4 separate regions of the Macaca mulatta genome follow, and all the other regions are linked to region 3. Evidence: chromatin contacts called from public Hi-C data. All regions are on one chromosome and are shown on one strand. The core of a region is the stretch at or near the end of the contact, and the rest is flanking DNA. Distances in the headings are between cores, read along the strand shown. Region 1 overlaps CCNL1 (cyclin L1). Region 2 holds the start of SSR3 (signal sequence receptor subunit 3). Region 3 holds the start of LEKR1 (leucine, glutamate and lysine rich 1). Region 4 has its middle 79 kb from the start of CCNL1.

What was found. Hi-C and Micro-C count contacts between places; a contact is called where the count stands out from the background.
Region 1: a Hi-C map of fibroblasts shows a contact between it and region 3, with 2.5 times the contacts expected there. The contact joins the enhancer-like site here to the promoter of LEKR1 in region 3. A contact is called at or near these places in 4 of 14 Hi-C or Micro-C datasets (blood, fetal cortical plate, fibroblasts and 1 more).
Region 2: a Hi-C map of fetal cortex germinal zone shows a contact between it and region 3, with 2.2 times the contacts expected there. The contact joins the promoter of SSR3 here to the promoter of LEKR1 in region 3. A contact is called at or near these places in 2 of 14 Hi-C or Micro-C datasets (fetal cortex germinal zone and fetal cortical plate).
Region 4: a contact with region 3 is called in a Hi-C map of spermatogonia, with 2.6 times the contacts expected there. The contact joins the enhancer-like site here to the promoter of LEKR1 in region 3. A contact is called at or near these places in 6 of 14 Hi-C or Micro-C datasets (CD4 T cells, fetal cortex germinal zone, fetal cortical plate and 3 more).

The regions. Positions count from the first base shown.
Region 1 is chr2:60,313,631-60,316,330 of T2T-MMU8v2.0, reverse strand. It overlaps CCNL1 (cyclin L1), which reads left to right. Exons shown (of 13, transcript XR_013414533.1): 13 at 2,369-2,700. Among named protein-coding and RNA genes, the nearest start is that of CCNL1, 29 kb to the left of the region's middle. Within about 2 kb of position 1,395, at least 10 of the 40 cell types and tissues checked have an H3K27ac peak or open chromatin away from gene starts, as enhancers often do.
Region 2 is chr2:59,737,454-59,740,153 of T2T-MMU8v2.0, reverse strand. It overlaps SSR3 (signal sequence receptor subunit 3), which reads left to right and starts at 1,423. Exons shown (of 5, transcript NM_001266544.1): 1 at 1,423-1,639. The coding sequence starts at 1,507.
Region 3 is chr2:60,002,060-60,004,928 of T2T-MMU8v2.0, reverse strand. It overlaps LEKR1 (leucine, glutamate and lysine rich 1), which reads right to left and starts at 1,267. Exons shown (of 13, transcript XM_015131868.3): 1 at 1,186-1,267.
Region 4 is chr2:60,263,662-60,266,551 of T2T-MMU8v2.0, reverse strand. No RefSeq gene overlaps it. Among named protein-coding and RNA genes, the nearest start is that of CCNL1, 79 kb to the left of the region's middle. Within about 2 kb of position 1,406, at least 17 of the 40 cell types and tissues checked have an H3K27ac peak or open chromatin away from gene starts, as enhancers often do.

The sequences.
Region 1 (2,700 bases), core at 146-2,645, 310 kb before region 3:
CTGTTGACTAGATTTATTCCACAGGTGTGGAAGGAAAAGTCTTGGTACATTTTTTGCAGCATTTCCTCCTCTCCATATAGACTGTTCTCATTTTGCAGGGCTGGGATTCACCCAGTAACTCCAAGCCCTTGACATAGTAAAAGGAGTGAGGGGAGCCAGGTATAGTGGCTCATGCCTGTAATCCCAGAACTTTGGGAGGCCAAAGCAGGCAGATTGATTGAGCTCAGGAATTCGACCCCAACCTGGGCAACATAGTGAAACCCCGTCTGTACTAAAAATACAAAAATTAGCTGGGTGTGGTGGTGCATGCCTGCGGTCCCAGCTACTCTGGAGGCTGAGGTGGTAGGATTGCTTGAGCCCAGAAGTGTGAGGCTGCAGTGACCTGTGCTCACACCACTGTATTCCAGCCTGGGTGACAGAGTGAGAGACCCTGTCCCCCCAAATCCTCCCCCAAAAAAAAGAAAAGAAAAAAGTGAGGGGTTTGAAATCAGAATCCCTGGGTTCGAGCTGTTGCTCCATCTGACCAGCATATGATCTCTCAGACTCCAGGTTCCTCTTAGTTCCTCGTCTGAAAATGAGGACAGTTCTGCTTCAGGGCTGTGGTGAGTGGTCAGTGAGGTTGTGTCTGAGGAAGGAGATTGTAACGAGGAAACAAGGCAGTTATTGGTCACTTATTTTTCAATATGTAGGAGCTCTAATTTCCCTCCAGACAACCGGTTCTATCTCAGTAAACAAAAAGATCGTCATTAAAGTGTTTTGTAATCCTGAAGGACCTGAAAAGATCTTAAAGAGCTGAGGAAGAGCGGCCAAGTGCTTTCTCACCTGTCCCTCATCCTGGCCCCCTCATCTTGGGGACATATAGGCCCTTTCAGGGGTGCCTCGGCAAGTGGCCACCGTCTGGCCTCGGGCAGGCCTCCCTGGCACCGCCAGCAGCTGGGTAGCGGCGGGGAAGGGCACCCTCAGCCCCACGCTCACCTTGGGTCTGGGCCCACATTAAGCACTTTTTTCTTCATGCGCCATTTCCTACACCAAAAGGTATTAAAAATTATATTTTATGGCTTTATTGATGAAAAGTAAAGCATTCTGGTCTGGGTTAATTACTATATATTCATTATTATTAAATTACTTTCATTATTTTTTCTTACGATTTTAATAGCAATGTAATTTCACAGCAATGAATGAGGAGTCGCATTTTGGCCACAAGGGGGTAGCATGAGGTCACTAGATGCTCACGGGAAATTGGGTTGGGGGCGGTTGGTAAACAGTGGGAAAGCCAGCAAGAGCCACCACCTCTGACTCACAAAGGGCTCTTGCTTCTTACGGCGTTTCCTCAGAGAGTGTCGTGTTTGCTCCTCACCACATGAGACCCAGAAAGCCAGCGGGTGGGGCAGGAGTTATTGCCCCACTCAAGGGCCAGGAAAGGGAGGCTCCCCCTGGGAGGGTCAGTGTCATGCGGGGTCACACGGTGGCAGAGGCAGGCGAACTCCTGGCTCCTGCTGTAGTGCTCCTCCCTCGGAGCCCCAGACAACCCGGATACTCTAAGCAGATGGGACAGGGACCAAGAGGCAAAACCTCTCCTCATATTGTTGCCCAGCTCAGCCCTTTCATGAGCACCCCAAGTCATCGCTGGAGAGCCCCGCAGACCCCAAAGCACTGCTCGACTTCCCGCCTCGGGGTAGAAGAGACCCTACATTCCACGCCTGGGCCCAACCCCAGCCTCCCTCAGGGCCAAGCACGCCTTTGTTCGCTCTCTTTCTGACCACAGGCAGCACGAGCCTCTAGGTGGGAGAGACGAGACACTCATTCCCCTCCCTTGGAAGCTGAGCAATCACATCAAAGGCATACAAAAGGCAATTCTCTGTGCAAAGGGAACAGAAAGAAATAAGTGCTGTATGGGCTCTGAGCGCTCGGGAAGGAGGTACAGCAAAGAAGGAAAGGCCGGAAACAAAACCAAACAAAACACAAGGTATAAAATGATCCGATCTTGGGGAGGTGGTTTTCTACCTCCTGGGAGGAACACCCAGCGTGTTGCCTGGCAGAGTGTACTGGGCACATCAAGAACAATAGGCCTTTCTCTCCAGCAACCGAGCACATGCCCAGGAGAAAAGGAGCCCCGTCTTAGGAAGGCTAAGTCCACTCAAGGGCAGGGCCAGTGTCGGAAGCTAGTTTATAACACAGATACTTGCATTGAGCCTCCTTCTGAAAAGATGAGGGGGGTGCATAAACCCATGTGAAAAATAAAAAGAAGACTTTTCTTACTGGATGAGAGAAAAAAGATTGTTCAGTTTTTTAGGGGGAACATAAGATGCCAACTGACCCTGAAATAGATGTGTCAAAAGGCAACCTGGTGTGGTTTGTTCTCTTACAGGGAGCACCTTTGTGGCCCAGAAGGTGCCAAAAACATCCTGAGATAAGTGTTCCTTGGCAAACTGGAATCACGCCTGAGGTGGGGGAGGTGGCCTTTCGTGGAGGCCCTGGAGAAGTGAAACAGGTAGGTGGGGGCCCCTGGGTGCTTCGGGTGCTCCAGGGACAGAGGTGACATCTACCCACTGAGCAGGGTCACTGGATAGGCAGGAATCCCTCCCCACTCATGCGCAGAGTGACCTGAGTGCTGGTCTGGTTAGACAGGCCCGACTGGAGGAGGAATGACAGGCCTGCCACACGGATGAGGAGTAGAGTCGCAGTTCAATTTCTGACTCT
Region 2 (2,700 bases), core at 174-2,673, 260 kb after region 3:
TGGTCACAGATGGAGAAGGAAAAAAATAATTAGTGTTGAAACCCACCATTTTAACCAGAGCAAATGGGTTTAAAAGAATGCAACTGAGATAGGAAAAACTGGGGGAGGAGTATGTTGTAAGAGAAAAATAATACTTTCTTTTTCTATCACTACCATGTAATAAGGAGCATTTTTAACATCAAAAAAGACATAAACCCAGATATTTTAAAATGAATACTTTTGATTTTCTGAAAAATTCAATAGATGGTCTGTTTTCTTTTTCATTTTGTGGTGAATTAATGAAAATTTCTGGCATTAAGGAATACTTGCAGTAGATAATGGAAGGATTTATATTTCAGGAAAACTCACTCTGGTACCTGTATAGAGAATAGATTGGAAAATATTGAAGACAAAAGCTCAATTAGGACTAGTAATAGGAAGCTGTGGAGGTAGATTACAATTTGAATACTGTGAGGAAGAAAGGTATCTACAAAACTGTTGATAAGGAGGCTGGAGGTTGAGGAAGTTGTGCCTAATGCACTGGCGTGTTCTCAGTAATGAAAAGCAGCATTTGCTGGGAGTGATGTGGTGGAATTTTTTTTTTTTTTTTGAATAAAAGATAATGTGTTGAGTTAAAAATGGAATCCAGCTGTTTTAATAGGCATACTTAAATCTTTCTGAGCTTCAGAGAAGGAGTCCTGCCTAGCCAACCTGTTCTTAGTATTATGTTTTATTTAGCATGGCTTTGGAAGCCACAAAACTCTATACGTTTATTTGAAATAAAATAGTAAGTAACTTGTAAGTGTATCAGACATATATTAAATATTACCTTCATCAGTAAGATCATGAGTTTCTCAAAAACAAGAGTCCCATTTTCTTCCTACAGAGGTGGCCTACTGTTTAGTGAAAAGAGCCCACACCTTGGAGAGCCACACCGCAGATCTACCACCCTCAGGCTCTTCATCTTCAGTGGCGGTAATGACGCGCACGTCATAAGATTCTTCAAGGTATTTGGTGAAATAAAGGATGTGTAAAGGAGAAGGGATTTTACATGAGTTAGCTATACCTTTCTCTTCTTTCTCCTTCAATGTACTCAGTCCTGGGTACGTACAGAGGGCACTAATGGCGTGGGGCCAGAAGAGCTTTTAATTTTGGAATTCTGAAGAACTGAGAACTCATGACCCTGTCATCAGCTCTGAAGTGGAATATAAATAAAGTTTTGTCAATTTTTTTTTAAAGCACCCACTAAACTACAAATCCCTTCTCTCTCCTCGAGGTGGACGGGTCACGTGGCTTTCCAGGAATCCGGAAGTCTGGTCCGCTCGCCCAATCACGCCCGGAATCCTAGCTAGCGGCGCCAGGTTGGCCATTCCTGGGGAAGCTTGCTCTCCGCCAAGCCGGGTCCCGCCTCCGCGCGCCGCGCTGACGGGTCGTTAGCGGATACGGCGGCCGCAGGGGCGGAGTCAGGGGCCTTTGCCCGCCTTGGCGGCCGGCTCTACCTTCCAAGTTCTCGCCTCCTGCTCCGCCATGGCTCCCAAAGGCAGCTCCAAACAGCAGTCCGAGGAGGACCTGCTCCTGCAGGATTTCAGCCGCAATCTCTCGGCCAAGTCCTCCGCGCTCTTCTTCGGGAACGCGTTCATCGTGTCCGCCATCCCCATCTGTGAGTGCTGGGAGCGAGGCTGGTTTGGGAGGCCGCGGGCGGGTCGGGCTGGGCGGGGACGTGGCAGGACCCAGCGAGCAGGCCAGGCGCGGGTGCCGGCCGGGGGTCTGCGATCTCTCCAGGTCCCCTGAGCTCGGGGAGGCACAGAGCCTCTTCTTTTGGCACGGCGTTGTCGCCTGGGATTCTCCTGTTAAAGCACTCCGGGAGGTCACTTGTTAAAAGTACGCACGTTCCCGAGCTCTACCCCCGGAGAAGGTGGTTAACTAGTTCTGGGGTGGCGGCCCCGAATCTGTATTTAAACACACTCAAGCATACTGCCTGCTGCTCTTTTCCATACAACTGTTGCTTGCCGTTACGAAATTTTAAACTTACGTTATTACTTATTTTGTATAAATTAATTAGGTGAGAGACCCATGAAGTAACCCACTGAATTAGAAGTGCATCTTTACGTGAGCTACTTTACACCACTGCATAATTTTCCTGGTTTTTGCAGAAAGAGAGAAATTGAAGTGCCAGGGGTTGGGGATCTACCTTGTTTAGACTTTTTAAATAATCCCACTGTACCAATTCTAGAATTCTCACTGGGTTGGGAAAGTGCAGACTTGCACAATGTTGTTTTTAGTAGAGCTCAAGGTTCCAGAACTCTTGTCTTTTGCTGCACTGTTGTTGGGGCATTTAAAACCAAATGTATTTTTCTCTTTTGTCCTTATACAACCCAGCGTGCAATAAACGTGATGTGAAGCCATATTATGGCTCACTCATTTGACAGCACTGCTTGGATTTCTGATAACAGCCACGTCAGCAAGGAAACTATGGTTTGGGACTGCACGTGGCATTTTGGAATGGCCTGTATTTAGCATGCTAGTACCCTGATGAATGAAATTCGAAGTCTGACTTGTGATTACGTTGAGCCAGAGTTTGTTCTCATTTTAGAAGCAGAAATCTCATCTGAACTAGTAATAGGAAGGTGATGTTTTTCAAATGTTCTGAACTGGAAGGCTTGAGACTATACTGTTAACTGGTTATCTCACTTCTGAAGATCCTCAGATACTGTATTGATT
Region 3 (2,869 bases), core at 18-2,517:
TCAAGGAGATATAATCCGTCACACACATTCTCAAGGAAATTGGTAACGTGTCCTCATGGAAGAGGGCTTAACATAGTGTTCTATACATTCTTTTATATTTCTTCTTTAATTCATCTGGTAATTGGGGTAACCACCTGTGTTAGCTAACGGCTTTCCTCCTAAGGAATGCATAGCGCTATAACAAAGCAGGTGTTTACAATTAGGAATAACGCAGGTAGGTTAAACTCCCAAAGCGACAAGGAGATTGGGGCCCTATCTTCCTTGATGTTTACATTTTAAAAGAAATGGCTTCCAGGTCCTCAAGAAAAGCATTCCTAGGTTTTAAAAAAGATTTTCATACATATTAAATTGAGGAAGAATTCACAAATACTAAGTTTCTCGAGAAAGAAGAAGGGTCTCTTTCCCTTTTGGCAACAGGGAAAATTTGTAAATTTTTAAAATTTAGTCTTACATAGTTTTGCGTGTGTTATCAAACAAGTCCCTTTAATTTTTCTCATTGCACGTGTGTGGACTGCACTTTGGCAAGAGGTGCAGTGATAAGTGGCTGCAGCTACGTGAGTGTTTGTGAACCTCCTCTCTAACAAGATCACCGAAAAGACATTTTTTAAAATGCAGACACGTCCTTGTTCATTTCCAATTCCGTTTCTCACACCAGTGTCACGTTAGGCCATTAACTCACGTTCAGCTTTCAAGCCCTTACGTAAAGAACCATTGTCTTGGCGTGAATCACACCACTACGAGCAGGTCAGGGGCAGGTGAAGGCGGGAGTTCACGTCCTAAGACTTCCCTGAAGCGGCGGGATCTTCCGCACAGAAACCAACCGCAAGGCCAGACAAAACTGCTGCAACGGCTTTCAAATCTGTCCCTTTCTAACCCCGTTCCCCCTGGACCTGCCGTGGCCGGAAGAGGAGGAGGAGGAAGGTGCGGGGGTGAGGAAGCAGAGCCGCGCGTTCCCTGGGGCTGGGAGGAAGGCGCACCGCGCCTGGGACCCGCGGGCTGGAAGACAGCAGGAAGGGGCCGCAGAACAGTGTGGCGGCGGAGTCCAGGCCCGGGACCTCGTGCCCTCGCTGGGGCACCGCGGCTCAGCTTTCTGGTCCTCTCCCCGGGTACGAGCACGCCTCCACTCCGGAACTGCATTCCGGTGGACCGCGTCATCCCAGGCTGAGGAAAGCCATTGTCCCTCACCTCGACTTCGACTACGACAGGTGTGAAACGGCTTTCCTGGTCTCCCGGGCGACCGCGCCGCCCGTCGGCTTGACGTCAGGGCGCAGCGACGTCACGGCCCACGTCTGTCGTCAGCGCTCCCCTGCACCGCCCAGGGCCTCACGCGCCGGGCGGAAGTGGGAAAACTGGTGGTGGGGCTGGGAAGGCTGGGCTAGTTTTACGCGGAGTGTTGTGAGAAGGAGGGAAGGGGATCGAGGGATGAGGCGGGCGAGAGTGGGTCGGGTGCTTGGTAGCGGCTGCTGAGATGGAGGGAGCTATCCCACCGTCGTGGGGGTTTGGAGAGAGGCACTGCCGGGAGTCAGGAGCCTATAGCCCTACCTCTCACCCCGGCTCTGGGGCTATGTGGCTGACATAGCAGTGAGCAGTTACTGTTCTTGAGCGGAGGAAAGAGATGCCTGTAGAGGTCATGGGTGTAAAGGGAAGTTCTAGTTTCAGTCATTACAGCAAGGGCAAATTAATTGGGAAGGCGTTGGTGACATTTCCATTCTACTCCAAAGTAGTGAAGATTAAGGGCTTAGTTCAAAAAGTATTTTGAGACCTCCTAGTCTACACTTTATTTATCGCAGGCTACCCACCCTTACACGTGACAAACTTCCCTTTATTCATACATTCATTCACAAAACAAATATTTATTGACCTACTACGCGACAAGCAGAGCAGCATACCGAGATAGGGTAATACTCTGTGACTGGTCAAGGAAGGAGCAGCCATTGGTATAATTAGCAGGTGACTCATTCGTAGTCCAGATCTTGCCTTTCTGAGGATTATATAAGGTCCAAGTACAGTTCTTCCAAGAACCAGAGAAAATATCATGGCTCTCTAGCAGGCAGAAAGACTGGTTTGCTATTGAATAAAATAAGGTTAAGTAAATACAAAGAAAATTAATTGAACCTATAGATTTAGATAAATGATTAAATGACGCACAGCAGTAGCAGTACACCAAACTGCTTACTCATAACTATTGATTAATGACACCAGGAAGTACTGAACACTGCAGTGCCTTGTTCCTTGGCACTAAAAAGTCTAGCAGATGTATCTTGTACGCGCAACCTGACTGATATTTTTGCCCCAGTGCCTACCCTTGATTTTCTGTTTCCACTCCCTCAAAGAGGAAAGGATTAAGAGGCCTGGAGGACAGTCAACCAAGTGGTCAAGTACAGCATGCTTATGAGAAGCCCAAATAACTTTCAGAGCTATTCATCCTCATCATATTTATCTGAGGGATAGTGAAGGTAAGACTGCTGTCATTTTGTAATAATGGAAGTTTAGATATAGGGCACCAAAACCGGTACCTATCTGGGACAGAAATTCGCACGCCTGATGCAAGATCACTCTGTTCTGAGGCTAGTTTTATTTATTGAGTACTTTGTGTATAGGATAAGGAAAAGCAACGCTTTAAGGATGGGAGAAAATCCAGTTCAAAGGCGCAGTTCACTCTGTGGTTTAATTTCATCTGTGTTTGTTTATCTGCATATTGCCTTTGTGACCAATTTCCACTGTAAATTTCCCTTAGACCTGCACTGTCCAGTAAGGTGGCTTCATGTAACTAATTTCACTAAAATAAAGTATGTTTAAAAATTCCATTGCTATATTGCATTAGCCACATTTTAAGTGCTCAGTAGTCATGTAGGTACGGTATGATACA
Region 4 (2,890 bases), core at 157-2,656, 260 kb before region 3:
TGAGTCATTTGAGATAATTACCTTTTTTTTTTCTGCCCGAGTCTTGCATATCTGTGAATCAGCAATGGGGAAACTGGCATCAAAAAAAAATAAGGGAGGCTTAAAGTGAGCAAAGCAGAGCAGAACATTGGCAAGAGCTGAGTGCTGCCACAGCAGGAACATCATGCCGATCGTCATCTAAGGGAGCTCATGGTGCTGTCTGCCTCCTCTTAGCAACATCCACACAGGCTGGTACAGTCAGATCATTGTGACTTGGACAGGGATGAAAATACTCAGCTGACACCAATAGCTCCCAGCACAGCCAGGGTATTCTAGAGGTGTGTGGTGTCAGGACAGCCTGTGCGGCCTCATTTATTTACCTGAGTCATCTGAACGAAGCAGTGACTGGCTTTGCCTCGCTCTGGCAAGAACTCGCAACAAACTCAAAGCCTCTTCCTCCATGGCCTTTGCTCCTGCAGCACAGCACTGACATCTTTTTAGCATCATAGACACTGTCACGTGGCAATCAATGACAGATGAACTGTCCCTTCCCTGGGCCACGAGCTCTTCAAGGCGGGAGCCTCAGCCCGGTTTCTTCCATGTCTCCAGGGCCCAGCACAGGGCCTGGCTTCTAGTTGTTTTCTGATGAATAAGCGAATGGCTATAGACATGTACTCTTGGAAACACAAGGGGCTTCTGCAGTGGCAACATGTTCTATAGCACAGTACTGTATTGGTTCTTTACAGCCTGCAGGACCCAAAGAAGGAATGATTTTTGTTTCCTGGAAAAGGTGTACCTCATGAGGGCACTGCTCAAGGGAAGGTGCCCTCAAGTTGGGGATCAAGGGAGGCACAGGTTGATCAAGGCCCCAGGAATTGGAATGGAGGTGTTTATCCTAAGGAGGCTCTGAACATCTGAGGCAGAGCCTCGATTCTCCAGGAAATTGACTTTGCTGGAGAACAAGGCTGGGGGAGGCAGGCTGTCTTAGGGGGAGGAGTCCTATTTCAGCCCCACTGAGACCCCAAAGGCGCACTCCCTTGCTTTACCCAAACTGTCCACCAGGGGGCAGGCAGAGGCAGGAGAAGAGGAAAGCGGGCGGCTGGTCAGGCCCAGCACACCCAGCCTGGCATCCCACAGGCTGGGCTGCCTGACTCAGAAAAGGCCAGGCCGCTCCTCCTGCCTGTTGTGGCCTCTGTGATTTTATATGGTTTGGCCTGTGACATCAGACACCACGTGACCATGGTAACCAAAGTATACAGCCTGGAGTGAATGTTAATAAACAGGAAAGAAATGATCCCTGGTGTCTTACTTTACTCACCATTTGTGGTCTTGTTATCCACGCCTAATGTCTCCTTTATTACCCTGAGCAATCGAGATGTACCTGAATTCAGCAACTTTTTAAAATGAAATGCTAAATTGGGGAAATGTGAGTTGGTTTCCGTGTTTAACTAACTTTGAATATAGTGACATGAGTGACCGCTGCCTCTTGATATCCTGCTCAACACTCCTCTTATGTACAAACATGTAATTTACAAGGAAAATTATTTCCTTGATAATCCCTACATGCCTTCAAAAGTCATTTTCCCCAAAGAAACGTCAGGTGATGGGATCCCGTTATTCGTTAAAGTTTTTCCTAATATCCTCAAGGATTGAAGAAAAACAGCACACCTGTCCTCCTATACAAATTAATGGGCCCAGAGGCCCGGATCTAAAACAAACTAGGACTGAGCATAAAGGAATAAATGTTTTACCAGGCCAGATCACAGAAGTGAAAATCTTTGTGTCGAGATGAGAGCTGCTTCATACGACATCAGAGAGTTTGAAGGTTATAGTTCTCCTGCCTACCAAGAATATCTGATTAGAAGCTTTTTAAACTTTGCCTTAGTGAAGTTAAAGACTCTTTAATAAATTGAATCTTTAATTAGAATAAGAACAAACCGATCATATTACATGAACCAATAGAGAATGATAAAACAGTCCTAAAAGAAATGGTTTTCTAATGGAATCAGAATTCATATGCAAACCTTTCCATGCTGCAGACTTTTTTGAATGCTACCCCTGATTTCATTCCAATAGTATTCACAGCTGAGAAGTATCTTTTAAAGATATAGCATGATATCAAGTTACTTTAATAGTTTGCAAAATACTCTCAAGAATTACCTAAAAATATGCAGTTTCTATGATACCATAGATTCGCTCATCTAAAATTGTTTGATCTTCAATTAAAAACATAAACAGGCTTGGATATATTTGGTCACAGATATTGCCAGAGTTTCCAGATTGTATTGTTCAAAGGTATTTCATAAATATGAAAAAAATGTGTTGAGAAGGCATCCATCTGATTGGGTATTTAGGCTTACAAAGAAAGTAATTACAGGGGCAGAGACTGGGAGTCAGCCCTCATTCATCTCAATTCTCTTTCACATATCAGCATAGCTTGACCTTGATTTTTTAGATGCAAGTAAAGGACATTGATGTAATTCAAATAAATTGGTTTTTTTCAAATATCCTGAGGAGTCTGGAATCAGACACAACAGACTCGATGGACAAAAGCCTGAAGGAGAACCAACTCTGAAGTCATCATAGTGGTTCTAAAAACAGTGTCTTTCCTTCTTATTGACCTAAATTTTCATCTTCTTTCTAGGGATCATTTGCTTGCCACGTCCTTGGGAAAGGTCCACCTGTCGGCTTCTCCTCTCCCTTCCTTCTCGTCTGCATTTGTGTCTTCCGTTGAGATTCCCACCAGGGAATGTCGCTGCCGCCATGGCAGCCTCTGGTCAGCTGAAGTGACCTTCAACCTTCCTTGCCTTTCTCTGAGGGCAGGGGCCTTGCTTCTCCCATTAACAAAGCACTTTCCGTCAACTGTTAGGTTTCTTCACGGTTGATTAAACTGTGTTTATTTAGGATCCTT